Regions from separate parts of the Mus musculus genome. Here region 2 is linked to region 1. Evidence: chromatin contacts called from public Micro-C data. All regions are on one chromosome and are shown on one strand. Each heading gives the region's core, a stretch centred on a gene start, on an enhancer-like site or on the middle of the called end of the contact. The rest is flanking DNA. Distances are from core to core; before and after follow the strand shown. Region 1 holds the start of Gata4 (GATA binding protein 4). Region 2 holds the start of Egr3 (early growth response 3).

Region 1 (4,108 bases), core at 850-3,349:
GTGGGGATGGCTAAGACACAAGGAGAATGTCGCCTGGCAGCTGTTGGAGACCTTGGCGACACAGAGGCGTATCACACATGGCTGTTCCCCCAGACACTTAAGCCCCGAGCTTCAGACTTCATGGGTAACAAAACCAGGAACGCTAGGTTTGGCCCCGGAGCTTAGCGCATTTTGGTCTATGAGGGACACTACAGTGAGGCAAATCTGAGATCTAAGGCACACAAGTCAGAGAAAGAGAGAGGGGGGGGGGAGGGGGAGGAGGAAGGGAGGGAGAGAGAGGGAGAGGGAGGGATAGAGGGAGAGAAAGGGGGAGAGGAGAGAGAGAGACAGAGAGACAGACACGCCTCGTTGGCTTGGGCTGTGGGCCTTTGGCTTCGTTTCTCTTCTGCTCACCAGGTAGTTGAGGGTTTCTTGTAAAATAAAGCAAGGGCCACGCCATTCTCTGCATTCATCCGAGAGTCTCAGAGGAGATGTTGTGGGAGGGTTCCTTGATGCTCAGCGATGGCCTCTGAAATCCTCAGAATACCATCCCTAAAACTTTACCAGATCTCGAACCTGCAGGCCCTGATTCTGACTGGCATTGTTTAGGATTGGGGGGGGGGGCTGGAGAAGGGACCCTAATCATGGGGCCCCAGCTTCCGGGGCGCCCAAGGGCTCAAACTGGCGGCACCCGGGGCTACTTCGGTAAATCAAGCCAGAGTGCGGGCAGCTCAGCACCCCTGACGGGCCTCAGTTTTCTCTCCTCTAGAGCCGCTCTGGACCTCGGGCCCCTTCGGTTTGGAAAAGAGAATTCCCCCGGCGCAGCCGTGCTCAGTCCTTCCTCTGGGATTTTCCTGAGATCCCCACGGGTTGGCCAAAGTCCCACGGGTTTTCCCTTTCAATTGGCTCGGCGTCCCAGCCTGTTCCTAGCGCCTGGGTTGCTTTTGCACTGGCGGGGCAATAGCAATAGCAATCTGCAGTCAGTCCTCGAACTGCGGGAGCCGGTGCCATCCCGAGCCTTCTCGGGCTGCACAGGGTTCTTACCAGGTGGTATTCCAGCCCTCTCCTGACCCCTCTAATCTTGTATTGGAAACCGGTGCCGGGGAGAGAAATGAGGGCTTAAAAGAAGAAAAAAAAAAGTTTAGCCCAAAGCGCGAGAGCCACCAGAGAGCTGTTATCTGCAGCTGAAGGCTGTGGTAATCGATGGGTTATTTTTACGCGGTAATAGGGCCCTGTGATTGCTCTATTAACCTTTAGACCTGTCTGAGGGACTCTCCCCTCACAGCTCCACTGCGCCAGGGCCTACAGGCACTGACGCCGACTCCAAACTAAGGTCTGGCACCCTCCCTACCCCCACCCTAGGGAAGGAACTACAGTCCTTGAATGGGCTCTAAGGTTAGAGACCAGGCTCCCCACCCCCACTTCATCCTTTTGATTGGACCCCAGTCGGTGAGGGCTACAGGGAGTGATGAGAAGGGACGGGAGACCGCAGGAGTGGGAAGAAGTGTCGGCGGCGAGGGGTGCGCGTTTTGTATAAATACATAAACTCCTGGGCTGGTGGAGGTTCTCGGCGCCTTGCAGTCTCCACCGGCTCGTGGGAAGGAGAAAAGAGCGCTTGCGTCTCTAGGCACTGACCTTAAGGGCCAGTTCAGGTTTTAGTGCCTCCTGACCCTCTCCCGAGCTCACTTCAAGGGCCCCGTAGATCTGAGGCTAGCAAGGCATCCCGGGTGACCCAGTGCCCCACCGGCGACCATGAGCCCAGTGTGCGAGGTCACCTTCTCCTCTACCAGCCCCGCCCCTTGAACAGGGCGCTGGACGTGGACCACTGAGAGTAGGGAGGAAAGAGAAGGAGAATAAACACGATCCTTGGCAGAGCAGCAAACCGCAAGGACGTCGGGCTGCACTGAGGGCAGAACGGAGCGCCCGGCACTGAGTGCTTTCCTTCCCCGAGAGTTCCGCGCGCATGGACTTTGCCTGTTGGGGGAGCTTTGGGAAGAGTCCTGCGGGCGGGCGCCGGGCGGAGGTGCTGCCGGGTCCGGGCTCCCCCGCCCCCGCCCTTGCACGTGACTCCCTTAGGCCAGTCAGCGCAGGCGATCGCTACGCGGGGGCCCGGGGAACCGCGCCGGGAGCAGGGGACAAGCCGGAGGCCCGCAGAGTGGCCGCCCGAGGCTCAGCCGCAGTTGCAGCTCCGCGGACTCACGGAGATCGCGCCGGTTTTCTGGGAAACTGGAGCTGGCCAGGTAGGGTTCCCCGAGTCCCTGCTCTTTTCCGGGGCAGGAGAAACTCACAAGTCCGCCGCCCTAGTTTGCCTGGAATAGGGAGGTAGGTAGCTGGGAAAGGAGACGCCGGTCACTCCAGTGCCCCCAGATTGGCTAAAAACTGCTCCGCTTTTGACTTTGGCCTAGCGAGGACTATTAAATCAAGTGAGACTGATTAGCAGCAAAAACTGATGGGTGCTGGAGAGGTGCGTTTGGATTGTTTGGGAGGGAACATGAATCCTTTTAATCCGTCCTGTTTGCAGATTCTCCAACTCTGCCTTCCATCCCACTGGCCAGGGCCCGTGTAATCTCTCTGACCGACTGACCCTGGACAGGCCGCATAGCCCACACTTTGGGGTGCAGATAGGATAGTGTCTCCAGCCTGCCACGCAGGGAGTGCAGAGTGGCAGTGGCAGGCAGCCCTGGGACCTGGGGGAGGGCTGGAGGCCCTTGGAGATAGGCTCGGAAACTTGCGGATCTCTTCTGCTTTCTGTCCAACCTCCTCAAACTCCTCTAGGGCTCAGGAATTGTGTGTGTTATGCACTGCTGAATACTACCCACATACACCGCTTTCGGGGAGAAAGCGACCCAGGGCCAAAACCCCGGCGGAAATCAGGGATAGTCTTGGGTAGTCGGCTCAAGCTCCCCTGATTCACGTATTCTATCGCTTGGATGTGACCCGGGAGAGTTGGCAGTTGTTACTCTTGGGGAAGAGATGTCTGGGTGATGAACTTTCACCAGGTGGAAGGAAAGAGGGGCTTTTCGGTTGAAAGGAAGAGGATAGTGAGGGACCCGAGGCAGTAAAGGATCCGGGGAAATAAGGCCGCGCTGCTGGGAAGCACCTCGGGAATTTATTTCCTGTACCTTTGGAAAAGGAAGGCAGCCAGGAAGGACGCTTCGGACATTAGAAGAAAGAAAGGTTACCTGGGGAGATTACGGAGGGTTAGTGTATAAGTTGGTTAGTGACCATTCTCAGTGTGGCGGGGACCGGAGAGACCCGCGGGAGCCTAAAGGAAAGACCTGTAAAAAGACACATTCCAGCGCGGTGTATTTTCTGACTCTCAAAAACAGGTTCCAGAAAAGCTGTGGACTAAATCCTGAAAAGAGAAATAATTTTCTTTCTGTTGGGGAACTTGGGATGAACGTTGTAGGGTGATTTGAAAGAGAGAGAAAAGTCTAGGCCAGGCCGGACTAGACTTAAGTGAAAAGATGGAGGTTACTGGGCCCCAGATCATAGATAGGCAAGAATCCACCCAGGAGAATGGTTTCTGGCCTTTCCAGAAAAGAGGGATATCTTCTCCACCTTCTATTGTTCTAGAAATTCAACATCAGGTTAAAGCATCACTCATTTGAAACTTCAGAGAGCTTCTGCCCACAAGCCTGCGATCCCAAACGGATTTAGTGCTTGCAGTTTTTCAGGCTTGCACATTAACACCACACGTATACTGTAAGTTAGATTACAGAATTCTAAATCTCTTCTTTTAACTGCTGTTAGTCAAGAAAAGAAAACGTGTATTACCTTAAAAAAATAACTTCCTGAGTTGACATTATAGAAAGTGTAATTAATTAGGACAACTACTTGACTTAAAAATTGAATGGTGGATTTTTTTTTTAATCAATGTAAATCTGCATAGTTGCTTATCGGAGTCCAGAGATTTCCAGAAAGTTTAAAACTTTATGCCTTTCTTTTTAAAGGGAAAAGTTGGTGATCTTAGGTCAAGTTTCTTGTATCCATCCTCCAGCCAAATTTGCTAGGAGGAAATGTCCAACCACTAAGCCGACAGTTTATTGTATTGCTAGAAGGAAATATTCAACCACCAAGCTGGTAGTTTATTGCACATTTTGAAGAAGTAAATATAAAACAATTTATC
Region 2 (4,045 bases), core at 1,300-3,799, 6.8 Mb before region 1:
GGCGCCGAGGATGCAGAGGGCGCACCCCCTTTCTCCGACTTCTTCTCCTTTTGCTTGAGGTGGATCTTGGCGTGGCGCTTGCGCTCGTCGCTGCGCGCAAACTTGCGCCCACAGAACTCACAGGCAAAGGGCTTCTCCCCGGTGTGCGTGCGGATGTGAGTGGTGAGGTGGTCGCTGCGGCTGAAGCTGCGCATGCAGATCCGACACTGGAAGGGCTTGTGGCCCGTGTGGATGCGCAGGTGCCGGGTCAGCTCGTCTGAGCGGCTGAAACGGCGGTCACAGCCTTCCGCGGGACACGCGTGGGGCCGCTCGTGGAGCGGGGTCTTGCTAGGCCGATTGGGGTACTTGCGGGGCCGGATGGGCTTGAGAGTGAGCGGCGGTTGGGGCAGGCTGCCGAATCCCGGGTGGATCTGCTTGTCTTTGAAGGCCTTGATGGTCTCCAGTGGGGTAATAGGGGGTGGGTTGACCCGGATGGGGTCCATGCCCTGGAAGGGCTTATGTTCCGGAATGGAGCCCATGTCGTTGGGATGGTGGTACAGGTTGTAGTCAGGAATCATGGGGAAAAGATTGCTGTCCAAGGCCGGCTTGGCCGATTGGTAATCCTGGGGGGAATAGGCGAGCCCAGGGTTTCCCTGGGGGTCGTGGAAAGACACGGGCTCCGAGTAGAGATCGCCGCAGTTGGAATAAGGAGGCAGCGCCGGATACATGGCCTCCACGTCTCCCTGAGGAGGCTGCACCATGCTAGCCGTGGACGTCTGCGTACTGAGCGCCCCTGAGGCCGGGGGCACCCCCAAGATGCCGGCACTCATGAGGCTAATGATGTTGTCCTGGCACCAGTTGGAAGGAGAGTCGAAAGCGAACTTTCCCAAGTAGGTCACGGTCTTGTTGCCGGGGGCTGGCTGGAAAGAGCTCGAATAAGAGAGTTCCGGATTGGGCTTCTCGTTGGTCAGACCGATGTCCATCACATTCTCTGCGGAGAGCGGGGGAGAGAGGGGAGGGGTGAGTGAAGCCGAGCCGGCTCCCGGCCGCGGCGCCCAGGTCCTTGCCCAGGAGTAGAGGGTGCGGCCGGCTGGAGTGCGCAGCGCGTGGGGTAAGAGGAACGCCGAGCCCGGCGCAAAGCGGGCGGTGCCGCGCTCCCCGGCGCAACCTGGATACAGCAAAATACTACGGATCGGGGTGTGGAGTGGCTCCGGCACACACACCGCACACGCCGCGCACACACTCACGTACCACACACAGACACGCACGCGCGCAAGAGAGCATTGTTGTTCTTCCCGAGGTGGGGCGGACAGGTAGCTGCAGCTACAGGTAGTTTCAGACCCGGAGCGCGCCCGGCTCTCGCTCTCCAGCACACACAACTCGGCCTCTTCCCCCGGCCCTGTCTACTCCAAGACGCCGCGCCTTCATGCCCCAAGCGAGGTCCCCCTACGCGCGCTGAGCCCGGGTGGCCGACCCAAAGAGCTTCGACGCTTTTGTCCTCGGAGCGCAGAAGGGTGCCGCCCGTAAAGGGAGCCTCTCCCGGCCCCAGTCTCCTCCCGGCCTGAAGGAGCTTTCTGCTCGGGCTGGAGGGGAAAAGCCTAAACCCAGCTAAGGAGAGTGGAGAGCGGCGGAAAACCAGCCCATGTCTCCACGGCGGGAGCGGCCGCCGTTCCCAAGCTCCCGGGTCCCAGGATCGCCCCCGGTGGCAAACCCTTTCCCCCGCCCCGTGGGTGAGCCCCCTCCCTCTCCCCACCGTCCCCACACCCCCAATGGCTTTGCTGAACGCCCCGGAAAGGCAGCGTCGCAGTACCTCTCCCACCGTGGGGACTCCACGCCGCACATGGCTCCATCCCGGGTGGGAGGCTGAGGGAGTAAGGAGGGGGGAGAGCGCGGGTGAAAAAGACGCTGGGCTCCTCCCGAGAAAGGGGGCTACAGCACCACGCCTTGCACGCAGCCCAGCGATCGGGCCCCCTGCGTGGGGAGGGAGAACCCCAGAGCTGCTCGCACCTACCTCCCTCCAGTCGGCGGCTGCCCCCACCCGGGAGAACCGAAGCCTCAACCGTGGCGTCTCCAACCAAGCCTTCCCGATCTCGGAGGGCGGGAGGAGTGGGTGGGAAAAGCAACTCGCCCCCCAGAAAATTCCCAGCGCGCCCCCCATCTTTCCATCCGTCTCTCCATCCATCCATTTCTGCATCCATCGATATGTGCATCCATCGCTAGCTCGCTCCCTCCTCCTCGTCCTCCCCCTTTCCTTCCTCGCTGCCTCGCCGCCTCACCGCCACCCTTACCTGTAGCCATCTGATTGTAATGGGCTACCGAGTCGCTGCTGCCGGAGAAGAGGTTGAGCGCGCTGGGGATCTCCTCGGGGTACAGATTGTCAGGCAATTGATTTAGCAAACTGCTCATGGTCACCGGCAGCTTCTCGGCGAGTTTGCCGGTCATAGCACTCCCGAGCTACCGCCGCCACCGCCGCCGCCGCCACCGCCGCCGCCGCCTGTTCCTAACGCAGCTTCCAGGCGAGCGGCATCCGAGAGGCGATCCGTGGTGCAGGGGAAAAGCATGCGAGAGGGAAAGTTCGGAGGGAGGGGGGAGTGAAAAGGGGAAGGGGTGGGTCAGGGGAGGGGATCTATTCTTTTTTGGAGGGGTGGATGGGAGAGGGGCAAAGAGGGTAATCCTCTCGGGTGCCTCGGCTGGTGCGGTGCGACGCTGGGTCGTGGGGGTGGGGTGGGGCGTGTGCGAGGAGTGGGATGGGGGCTGGGCTGGGGGGGTGATCTAGGCTCCAGGGGGTCAGACGCGGCTTCAGTATTGATCTCACAGACACGAGCCCGCCGACCCCCCCCGCCCCCCGATCTGCCACAGCCGCCGCCGCCGCTGCCGCCGCCACCTCCTCTGCTGCTGCTGCCGCCGCCGCTGCTATCACCACCAACCAGCCCCGCCGCTTCCTAGCTAGCTCACTGCTGCCCAAAAGCTCCCAGCCAGGGAACTCCACCAGTCTATTTATCTGAGCCCCGGGAAAGCTCCGTGACGTAGCTGCCCATATATGGACAGACAAAGCCCAGCCGAAGGGGCGCGACGTCACAATGGAAGCTCCTCACAATGGAACATTAGAAAGCAGGAAGCGGGCCGCAGCCAACGTGCAGCGCCCGCACCGCTCTCCGTTCTTTAAAAAAAAAAAAAAAAAAAAAAAAAAAGTCAATTAGATTAGAAAGAAGGAAAGCGAGAAGAGAAAAAAGAAAGAGGGACGAAGCCGAATGCAAAGCGCGCGATGCGCAGTGCACAGTTGAAAAACCCTGTAACTAAACATGTAGGTTTTTATTTGAGGACAGCATTAGAGACAGAATTTAGTCGTTGGAGGAGTGGAGTTGTTTGCAATTGGTCTCCAGCACTCCCAGCATTTAGAAAGAGTTCAGTACACCAGGACACAGGTTCCTTAGCAGTCTAGGAATGGGAGAGGTGACCGCTTCAAGCCAGGCTCCCCCACACAACTTCTGTCTTTCCTTCTTATCCTTGACTGGATTCAGATGGAGAGATGAAGTATTTTCCTTTGGGGAAGGGGTTCTAATGTCCTAAGGCTTCTTATTCTTGGACACTTAGAACTTTCGTGCGGACATCATTCTGATTCACCGCCCGCAGCCCCGGCCCCTCCCTTGGGGTTCCTGACCCCGCGCTGACTCTCAGTTGAGCGCAGTGGCCCGGGAATGTGTAGCGGATTAGCTAGTTGCGCAGTGGGCAAGAACTTTTAGGGGCGAGGGTATGAGGGTTTTGTTGTTGTTGTTGTTGTTGTGGAGATTAGGAAAGAGTGAAGTTTAGGGGATAGAAAACACGTGCACCAAATAATTCCCAGATAAATTCCCTAACGGTTCTAAAGCAAACCCCTTTGGCCACAGGATGGCAGGAGGGCCCAGCAGGCCGGGGCACAGTCGCTATCTACTGCAGCCGGCGAAGGGCTTGCGGCTGAGTTACTGCGGGAAGATGTGAAACCCACAGATTCTAAGCCACCAAGGCGGTCTCCTCCAGTCTCTACTCTCTGTCTCCCGCAGGGTTGTCCTCATTGCTGCCTGAGGGT

What was found. A called contact is a pair of places that touch in the nucleus more often than the background predicts.
Region 2: a Micro-C map of embryonic stem cells shows a contact between it and region 1, with 15 times the contacts expected there. The contact joins the promoter of Egr3 here to the promoter of Gata4 in region 1. A contact is called at or near these places in 8 of 484 Hi-C or Micro-C datasets (embryonic stem cells, epiblasts and stem cell-derived epiblast-like cells) and 2 of 115 datasets of contacts at active chromatin or transcription factors (both in embryonic stem cells).

What each region holds. Positions count from the first base shown.
Region 1 is chr14:63,243,262-63,247,369 of GRCm38.p6, reverse strand. Gata4 (GATA binding protein 4) reads left to right here and starts at 2,099. Exons shown (of 7, transcript NM_008092.4): 1 at 2,099-2,219.
Region 2 is chr14:70,075,821-70,079,865 of GRCm38.p6, reverse strand. It overlaps Egr3 (early growth response 3), which reads right to left and starts at 2,549. Exons shown (of 2, transcript NM_018781.4): 1 at 2,268-2,549; 2 at 1-970. The coding sequence starts at 2,421.